Regions from separate parts of the Lactuca sativa genome. Here region 1 is linked to region 2. Evidence: chromatin contacts called from public Hi-C data. All regions are on one chromosome and are shown on one strand. The core of a region is the stretch at or near the end of the contact, and the rest is flanking DNA. Distances in the headings are between cores, read along the strand shown. Region 1 holds the start of LOC111917062 (rop guanine nucleotide exchange factor 7). Region 2 holds the start of LOC111917061.

Evidence for each region. Hi-C and Micro-C count contacts between places; a contact is called where the count stands out from the background.
Region 1: a Hi-C map of leaf shows a contact between it and region 2, with 6 times the contacts expected there. The contact joins the promoter of LOC111917062 here to the promoter of LOC111917061 in region 2. A contact is called at or near these places in 3 of 4 Hi-C or Micro-C datasets (leaf and seed).

Annotation. Positions count from the first base shown.
Region 1 is chr8:129,767,602-129,773,327 of Lsat_Salinas_v11, forward strand. LOC111917062 (rop guanine nucleotide exchange factor 7) reads right to left here and starts at 1,852. Exons shown (of 7, transcript XM_023912719.3): 1 at 1,243-1,852; 2 at 867-983; 3 at 627-781; 4 at 481-555; 5 at 100-390; 6 at 1-4. The coding sequence starts at 1,627.
Region 2 is chr8:129,599,588-129,605,279 of Lsat_Salinas_v11, forward strand. LOC111917061 reads left to right here and starts at 2,752. Exons shown (of 6, transcript XM_023912718.2): 1 at 2,752-2,980; 2 at 4,076-4,118; 3 at 4,776-4,942; 4 at 5,098-5,152; 5 at 5,264-5,327; 6 at 5,490-5,692. The coding sequence starts at 2,858. The coding sequence ends at 5,280.

The DNA.
Region 1 (5,726 bases), core at 602-3,101, 170 kb after region 2:
CATTCTGCAAACAAAAATAATAAATTTCATTTTCAAGATGTTTAAAAGACTGTTTGTCTGACTATTAATCAAATATCTGATTATCTGATATATATATACCTTGGGAAGTGATTCCAAATATGATTCGGGAACATCGATATCTGCTAAAGTGATACTATTGATAGCCATTGCGGCTTTTAGTATCTGATTTGTGGAATCGCGTTTGCTTTGCAGATTTTTTCTGGCGGTCTCACAGAGACCGCCAGTAGGGACCCGTGGGACCGGGAGCCACCATTTTTCTTTTTGGCGTGGGACCACTTTACACAAAGACGAGGAACCATCTGTTTCAAGAGCTTGAATGCCTTGGTCAACATACCAGAACTCCATTTTTTCAAAACTGTCCAATATCTCCTGTAACAATCAAAATTCATTTCATTTCAACTTCATATTTAAAAAAAAAAAAAAAAAGAATTACAAAGAAAAAAGAGTTGAAAATCTCACGAGAAGCATGTTGTCTAATTTACGAAGAGCTGGAAGGTTAACATAAAGATCGGACCTGGGTCTGCTAGTCATGACCTAACAATCAATATCGAAACATTAGAACTTTTAAAAGATTATTAAAAATAATAAAAATATTTTTATTTCACCTCAAGCTTGCTTCCATCTGGATAAGTTTGCCAAGATGGGATCAACTCAACGATGTAATCACTAACACAAAGAAGCCATTCAATTTCTCTTCGCCACATTGTTTTTTTCTCAGCGCGTAGAGGTTCAAGCCTCCATATTTGTCCAAAAAGTGTGGCTGAAATTTCAAGAAAAACATAGAGAAATCAATGGATATCGAAGGTGTTGTAATAATATACGGCTGAATTCGATATTGGTTTTACCACAAAGATTTGTAATTGCGTTCGAGATGGCCAAAGCTGTACAAACACCATTCCCACAACCAGACATGTCTTCTCCAAGTAACAATTTCGAGAATCTTTCTTTCATCATTTCAATCTCTATCAAAAACCCCAAATCAAAGATGAACGATTACAGATCAAACTAGGAGAAAATCACCAATTGCTAATTATTTGACCCTAAATATAATCACAACCAAACAACTAACTGAAACCCCATGTCAAAGATAAACATAAGAATCATCAAACTGAAAGATAAAACACTAAGTTATGAACCGAAAGGAGAAACACCGTGATCATTTGGCATAATTTTTTGGTTCTGAATCAGAAATTAGAACAAACAAATTGGTAAAAACAGTACCTGAGAGTGGTGTTGGCCCTTGTTTCCCTAAATTTCTTTGACCCAAAAGGGGTTGCACAGAACTATCAGAATCGGTACAATGTGGGGCTTCGACCTCATGATTCAAGATGTTTACATCCTTGGAAGAAGGAGAAGATGAGTCTTCAAAGCTAGTGATATGCTGTTCATTTAAAGAAGTTTCAAATAACGTCGTGAAATCAGAGCTTGAGCTAGTATTTCCACCAAACTCTTCTTCTTCTTCACATGTATCCAAACAACCCCTTATATCTTTCTTCCCACCTTCCTCCTCTGATTTCCTCCCACAATCAACAACAATACAAGGTGAATCATCATCATACGCAGAATTATTCACTACCATGCCGAATCCTTGCAATGTAATATCCATTTTTTTTGGAAAACCAACCTCCGACTAAGAATCAATACTGCAAATTAAACAACAGGTTATCTGGGTTTGGTTGATCTTGTCAGCTTCTTCTTGGCTGTTGGAGCTTTAACCGATGTTTGGGTTTTTGTTATATACAATGAATTCATAGAGAGGGTTTCTTTGTGTTTGCTTGAACAAGGCGCCTCCTGGTTGGGTTCGTTTGGTTTGCATAATTATGTGTGATAATTTGAAATTTTGTTCTCAAAGTAATGTCAAGGGAGCGTGTTATTAGGGATGCAATATGCTAAATTGGTAATTATGAGACTATCTTTATGATTAATAAAATGACCAAATTACCCTGAACGTTATTCCTTTTGTTTTAAATCTAAATTCTATAAAGTTTTAAAACCACTATTAAAAATTTCAAAAAAGTATATTTCTTGTTTACAGTTTAAAGTTCGAAATCACTTTGTGCCATTAAACATCATTTATTTTCACTAGAAATGCTATATTGTGGAGGGTACTTAATAGAGGGCAACTAGGTAATTTCACTTTCGCACAAGGGTGGGGATGCTATTCATATGCATGCCATGGACACAACATGATGACGCCAAGAACACTTGTCTCCTCATAGCACGTAATCACAAGAATGGGAATCAATTCAATAGAAGTTTTAATGTTATTATATTTCATTGAATTATATATTAACTTGGCAAAATACTATGCTATTTAGAACTTATGCGAGTAACATATAAATATAAATAGCATTATAGCATAGCAATAATGTATATATATTTCATGCAAAATAATATTTTATTTAAAATATTAATGTATATAGCAATAATGTAATTTATTTCATGCAAATGGGTTTCTTTCCCGATTTATTGGGAATATGGGGAAACCGGGAAAGGCTATGTCAAAATGCTAAGACACCAAAACAGGTTGCATGGTTATCTCTTATTGAATCCCCTTAAGATTAGAACATGCTATCTTAGAGTCATTGTTATGGTGACATGATGATTATTTATTTAATGCAAAACAATAATATACTTTTATGTTAATTTTTAGTATTTGTGTTGTTGACTTATATCAATATTTGGAAGTTAATATAGAATTAATGGTCTGTATTGAAGAAAAATATACGAAAATACGAGTATGCAATTATTTGTGTTAAAGATACATTAGATATAGAATTAATATAAATTAAGTTATTATTTTTTGTATTTAATCTTATAAAACATTACTGTTTTTCAATAAAAAGGATTAGTAAAAAGTTAAAGCATTATTCATGTTTAATTTAATTGGAGTGGTAGGCAAGGAACTACCAAATTTGTGGTCACCTCAACCATACTAAAGATTATTTGTCACTCCAATCAAGTCTTATACAAAAGGCATATTAGTATATTTGATTAAAGCAAAATTACTTTATATATATATATATATATATATATATATATATATATATATATATATATATATATATATATATATATATATATATATATATATATATATATATATATATTACTGTGATGGAGGAAACGAAATTTACAATACAAAATACTTTTAGTATAAGAACACAAATACTAATCTCAAGTGATATATATATATATATATATATATATATATATATATATATATATATATATATATATATATATATATATATATATATATATATATATATATAGGAGGGTTCAATTGAGAAAAAAAAAGGTTGAGAATGGAGGAATCCTTCTCAGCCACACATTTATTTTGCCGCAAAACACTAAGGCGTACCGTCGGAAATGGATAATGGATAACCATGTGTTTTCCAACCAAATATGTTTCCTTAAACTATGTTAATCATTACCTTAATATACATAAAAATATATTTTTTTTTTCGTTTTTTTTATTTTTAGAAAGTCATTATTATCGAAAAATTATTTTAAATATATCAAAATTCATAATTTTTTATTTTTTATATATTGATATACTTTTAAGATAAAATAAAATAAAAAATTTTGAGTTTCAGCTTTCGTTATTCATAAGTGAATAAAAAAATCTATCAGATTTTTATTACAGTATATTCGTTATTTACTTATGAATAAAACGTATGTCTAACTTTTTTTATAGTTTAAGTATCGTTCATATATGAATATGACACGCAATAAAATTCTTTTACTTAAAATATATTTTTTACATCATCTTTCATCATATATTATATTTATATATGAATAAAACGTGTATTAGTTGTTGTCATATTTTATATTCATATATGAATAAAACATTTATCTGATTTTTGTTACAGTTAATTTGTTATTCATATATGAATAAGTAGTATAAATGATACTTAAACTGTAAAAAAAAATTAATTATATATTTTTATTCATAAGTGAATAACGAATGTACTGTAGAAAAAATCTGATGCATTTTTATTCATTTATGAATAACGATAGCTGAAAATATAAAAAAAAATAAATAAGTTTTTTATTGTATCTTAAAAATATATCATTATGGATGTCTATTTGTAGAGAATAAAAAATAATGAATTTTGGTATATTTAAAATCATTTTTCGATATAAATAGTTTCTTAAAAATTAAAAAAACTATGTTTTTGTATATATTAAGGTAGTGATTAATATAGTTTAAGGAAACATGTTTTGTTGGAAACACATGTGTATTCCTTATTTCTACGGTACAACAAAGGCTTTTGCGGCAAAAATAAATGAGTGGCTGAGAACGATTCTCTCATTCTCAACCTTTTTTATTTTCTCAATTGAACTTATATATATATATATATATATATATATATATATATATATATATATATATATATATATATATATATATATATATATATATAAGGGCTCATGAGAAAATATAAATAATATACGAAAACGTGAAAACAAGTAAAACCTATGAGATTGTGTCACCTCAACCTTATATTTTGGACAATAATTCATCCAAATTATGAACTAGATGATGATAATCGTTGATATATGAGAAATTGTTTCATATTTGCAAAGCATGTTTTTGACTTTTTTATTATGAAAACGTAAATTAAAAAATGGTTAACGACGTGAAAAAAAAAAACGGTTGTTAAAACCACTTTTAAATCTATATTATCATAACACCCTCTGATGTAAACTTATTATTTTTAATTTATTGCTAATAAATTTGATTTCTAAAGTAACTTTGTTTGATTTTTATAAGCTAAAATTTGTTTTTGCATTTTCGCAAAGTATTTATGTTTTTGTATTAACCTACTTGAATATATATATATATATATATATATATATATATATATATATATATATATATATATATATATATATATATATATATATATATTGCAAATCAATAGAAAATGCATAAAGTTTTGAAACCCTAAAACCTAGAAAATCAATACTAATACATACAAAAAATAATAATTTAAGATATCTAATATTTTTTTTACTTTATAGGACAAAAAATCATAGGTTTTATAACATATTTGTTGGAAAAAAAAAATGAAAAAAAAAGTTACTAATTTTTTTTCAACAATTTTATTAAAAAAAAGTAGTGGTTTTTATGTTTGTAAAGTCAAAACAATATTAGATACCTAAAAGTATTTTTTTATACATTTTTAGGGTTTTTTGTGGTTTCTTTAGGTTTATGCATTTTCTATGGATTTTCCCACTCTCACACTCTCTCTCTCTCTCTCTCTCTCTCTCTCTCTCTCTCTCTCTCTCTCTCTATATATATATATATATATATATATATATATATATATATATATATATATATGAAAGATCAATAAAAAATGCATAAAGCTAAAAAAAATCCTAAAAATATAGAAAAAATACTTTTAGATATCTAATCTTTTTTTTTTCAATTTACAAAATTAAAAATCACTACCTTTTATAAAAAATTGTTGTAGAAAATAGAAAAAAAAATTATAAAAGAAATAATTTTTTTTTCAAATTTATTTTCCAACGAATTTGTTTCATAACCTGCGATTTTATCTCTAAAGTCAAAAAAAGATTAAATATCTTATTCTATATAATTGTCCATATATATATATATATATATATATATATATATATATATATATATATATATATATATATATATATATATATATATATATATATATATA
Region 2 (5,692 bases), core at 1,502-4,001:
TTTAAAATTTTCGGTTTTGACCGGTTTTACCGGTTCGACCGGACCGGTTTTTACCGGTTCGACCGGTTTTTACCGGTTTTCACCGGTTCAACCAAATACCGGTTTTTTGACCTATATGAACCGGATCCGGGACCGGTTCCCGGTTGAACCGGTCGAACCGGCCGGTCCGGTCCGGTTTTCAAAACATGGGGTGCACCGATCATGAATCACATGATTCAAGTGTTTGATAAATCTCTTTTCCTTTTTTTTTTTCTAAAAAATGGGTGCACCGTTTTCAAGGACCCTAAAAAGATTTCCATATGTCTATGAGTTCGGTGCATGAAGTAGATTTCAAGAACCCCTTAACAAAAAAAAAAAAAAATAGATTTCCATGTGTGTTGATAAGTGTGTGTTTGTTTGAGCCCATATTTCTGGGTGTGTGTTCATATTGATCGGAAAATTCATAATGCTCGTCAGAAAATTTATCTTGACCGCGGTATTCTTTGAAAATCATAAACAAATTCAATGGTAAGACGTTTAGAAAACTAAACTGTTTATGCGGAAGAAATTCGGTTAATGTTATAAATCATTTACCTAAATTATAAATTATAATAGTTAAGTGACAGTAAAATTTCGTTTTTTATAAATGATCAAATTGAACATCATAAGTTCATAACAACATTCAACTTATGCTCCATTTCCGATAACTAAGCATCATAACAACATTTGTTTCAAACAAGATATTTTTGCTTTTGAGTTTCATAAATAACTTATAAGATAATTTAGAAAAAAACTATTCTTATGCCTCAGCGAGTTTATATAGTTTTCTTCATTATTGTTTGAAATTTATTATTCTTTCATGTTTTGGAGTTTAATGGGCGCAATTTAGGTTATTTAAAAATCTACTATTATTTTAATATATTTTGCTGCTGATGTTAATATATACTAATAGAATGGAAATTTTTTATGTTTGTCTAACATCTTATATTAAATATTTTAACAACCGATTTTTTGTTGAAACGGTATGGTGACCGGTTCGACTTCCGGGTCTACCGGTTTCTATAATTTTTATTTATTTTCCTATTTTCCTACATATACATACATACATAAATCAAGAAATTGATGGCTACAAGTTCAAACATTAAAAATACACATAAAAACAAGTTAGATCAATCCAAATACATTAACATGACACATAACCATACGTTTTACATCAATCCACGTACATCAAAAAGAAAATAAAATATACCGATACAAAATATAGTTTTAGATGAATACAAACGCATCAAAAAAATTTATAATATTTATCATATGTTTTTTATTTAAAGAAATAAAAAAAAAACACCAAACTTTAGTATGCAAATTATTTTTTAATGTGTTTTTATTCAATTTAACATGTTCAACAAGTTTAACTTAACCGGTTCAACTGAGTTTCTATAAAACCAGTAGGTTTGTTTCAATTCAGAAATAAATATAAAACCAATGAATATTGAACCATTCATTTATCGGGTTCACGTTCCAACCAGTTCAATCGCTAAGTTCCAACCGAGTTTCTGTAAAAACCAACAGGTTTGTTCCGATTTGGAAATAAATATAGAACATATGAATATTGAACCATTATTTATCTAGTTCATGTTCCAACCAGTTCAATCGCCAGGTTCCAACCGGTTTTTAAGATAATGCTTATACTACGGAAACAATTTTTGTATGTTATTGTACGGCATTTAATATTTGCCAACTAATATATAAATTAATTTTATTATACTAAGGAAACAATTTTTGTATGTTATGTATGTCATTTAATAATTGCCAACTAATATATAAACTAATTTTAATAAATAATATTTTTATCCGCTAGATTTTAAGTTATATTTTAAATATAACTTTATTACACTTTTATTTCTCATCATTTTAGCAAACGATTGAATATATTTATAAAAGAAAAAAAGTATCGTAGTCTTTCATTTAAAACTATTAAAAGAACGGATAAGGCTCGGATTTAAAGCGGCAATATCCAAATTGAGTTGTGTCTTGTGAGGAAGTTAAGGAACATGGGGTTTGTTATGATCTACTGTTGTAACCGTGGCAGTCAATTATTGGTTAATCTTCTTGTGGGCCAATCTCGGAGACGGATAAGTGCTATGATTTTTGACACGTTGCACCATGATTCCAACAGAAAACCGCAAAATGCAAATGCAACATATCAATTGTTAAATTTGAAAAAGCTACAATTCATGCCTCTGTGTTTTTCCACCAAACATAGAATTTAAATAAGTCAAAGTATTTACTTAGAGAATTATTCAATTTAAGTTATGATATGAATATTTATGCCATGCAATAATTCTATTTGGTATGTTATAGTTAGTTGATAAACTAACTTATTCTTTGAATTTTCAATATTCTTGTGTCTGTTAAACCAAAAAAAATTATATTACATTTTTTTATAACACAACTTAAACTAAATTTTCAAGTCTTTTGTTTTTAAATTTCAAAATATATTCTTACTTAAAAATATATTCTTCTAAATATTATTTTATTTATCTTCTAGTTTTTATCAAAGGTAAGTTTTTATAGACTAACAACTAACTTATACCAAACATGGCCTAATTAACATTAGCAATTTCTTTAAAAAAATAAAATTCATCGGTTTGTTATTTCGAATAAAATAGTAGAAAAGGATAAACATAAAGTGTTTCAAAAATTCAAAGTTATACTTGTACGTTTTGAATTAAGAGTTGTATGTCAAAGAGTCTATAAATTATCATGGGAGGCTAACGGTTTCAGTTCCCCTCCCTCCTTTCACGTGTTCTTCTCCTCTTCTCTTGCTTTTTTTTTTTGCTTCAAATTTTCCTTTTTTTTTTTGCTTTTGTTTTTGGTAATGGAAGGAAAAAAACAACACAGTTCTTCGTCTTCCTTCACTACTGAGCTTTTCGGATCAAAGGAGTCATCTGCTTCATCTTCTACTGGTCTCTTCCATTCCATTTTCCCTCCGCCTTCAAAGGTATGTTCGAATGTTTTGTTCTACGATTGTTGTGTTACTTGATTACTTTTGCTTTATGTTATTGTTAGGATGAATGGTATGAAGATTTGGTATTATCCAGTTACTGTTTAATGATTTGATCGGAAGAGTTGGTGATTAATTATGCCGAATTATTTGAATCTGAAAAGCAATTTAGATTAATTTTGTAAACTAAACGTGAATTCTGCTTGAGAATTAAATAACGTCTACCAGGTGCTTGATTTCTTGAAGAAATACCTTAAAGTCTGAAAACAAGCTTTTTAAGCCATTGATAGCTTGTTTGTTTAAATTGAGATATGTTTGAGGATTTTGACATTTTTGGTTGTTTCTGGTGTAGGAGAGAACTGAACAAAAACTTTTGACCTTCTAAAAATAAATTGAAAAAAGTGTTGGTTATTAGTTAAATTATTAATTATAGTAATAAAACATATTCAATTATTTATAAGAAAAAACAAATAATTTCTTGCATTTTTATGACATTAATCTTAAATAAAATTACATTTATCTGATAAAATAGTTTAATGGAAACATTGACAGATTTTTAAATATATTTCAGTAGTTCAAAGTGAACCTTTAATTATTGATACTAAGAAAAAGATATTATTTTTCTTAAAATATTAGAAAAATAGTATATCTTTTAAGAAGTTGGTAATTTTAAATATTTTTCAAACGAACAGCGCATTCCATTGACAATTTCTGTGGAAAACATGGACCCAGGTCCAAAAAGCTACTTGGCTTTGTAGGTAACTTCACTTTTCCATTTTACAAATGAAATATGGTTTTTTAATTGGTAGATACATTTCAAGAATAAGTTTCTCAATTTATTACTTTTTAGTTCTCTAGTTTTTTAAATTGTTGAAATAGAACTTAGATGAATAGTTATATGTTAAAACAAAAAGGGCAATTAAATAATTACATGTTTAAGTTAAAACAAAATTATCTTTTTGTTTTTATTCAAACAATTCAAACTTTAAAGGAATTTTTTCTCTAAAATTTTATATAAATACAATTTGTTTTTCTATAACGAAATATATTTTTTGTTACAATTTGTTATTGTTATTGTTATTTTCTTTTCAGGCTCAAGGAACCGAGAAGAAATATGATTTTGCAATCAAACAAGGTTCGAACATAAATATAATAGTATCTTGGATTATATATCAAGCTAGTATTTGAGGACATGTGAATTCATGTGATATGTAACCATTTTTCTTCATCTGTAGCATGTATAGAGTTAAGTAATTGTAAAATGTTCTTTAAGAAACCATATAACACATGGAATTAAAAAGTATGCATTTTGGTTTTAAAAGTTCAAAACGAACCAATTTTTAAACTACACAGGTAGATGGATCAAAATTGGGTGTCAAAACAATTGTGTACATTTTCTAGCGTTGTTAATTAACATTATCTTTATTTTGAAATATTAACTAATATATATTATCTTTGAATAACAGATTCTTTTAAGATTTATAATAATTTAAGAGGTTGAAAACACATAAAAACATTTTAAATGATTTATTCATTTTTAGCTAATATTTATCTATACTTTTGCAAATTAGACCGATTACAGATAAACTTTTAAACAAAATTGGCCAAACATCTTTTGGATAGTTTGTCATTGCTTTAGGGTTCTTACTTTTACATGAATATTACAAATCCTTCACTAATGACGCTACACATTTTTACAAAATAAATAAAATAAAACATCATCTTCTCACTTCATTAGCTACTCTTTGTGCATTTAAAAAAGTCTCAAATTGTTATAATTCGCTCAATTCAGACTCTTTGGACAAAGAAGACAAAAGTCTGAATCCAAAAACAGATACGAGCCCATTTTATGAGCAACAAAGATCGCAACCATGTCATCTTAGCTCCTCCATATACTATGGTGGACAAGATATCTACACCAATCCTACAAGTACCAAAAACACCTCGGGACATTCAACAGTAAGTGACCATATATAATCATACCTTTTTTATTGGGTTCTAAAGAAGGATTTAGAATGTATTATGAACACAACTGTGGACAGATTTGTAATTTTAATTAGAAAGTTATGTTTTTTGTTGTGACAAATTTTCAAAATGTTTGTTATTCGCAGCAGTACAACCAAGAAGGAGAAGATGATGGACGTGCCTCAAGAGGTAACTGGTGGCAGGGTAAGCTAAAACCTTTCAATTGCTTAATAACTTTTTAAAGCATTTGTGTTTTATAAAAAGCGTCTGAATGTATACTGATAACTTATATTATTGTTTTTGTGAATAATTCAGGATCACTTTATTACTAGCTAGTTTGCACGACTACCTTTATGGAAAATGAAATTGGCGTTACTAGGTAAAGTTTGTCCTTTAATGGTCCTAAATAGTCGTTACTTTTATTTAATTTGAGCATATGATATAAAATGGAGTTACATGTTGACTTTCTAAACCTTAATTTCAAACTAGTAAGTCATTAGACATCAATAATTCATTCGTTCTATATTCTTCTTGCTTGCAGGATATTTTGAAACTCAAAGAAAAAGATAGCACGAGAAGAGAAAGGCTATTTTGTGTTTTTCGTTTTCTTATTTTATATATAATAACGCCATGTCTTTTTTTCTTTTTACATAGAATAATGTTGTCTGTTAAAGGTGACACTGAAGGGGTTTGTGATCTAAAACTTTATGCTGTAAATATTTGCTTGACGTTCGGAATGTTATT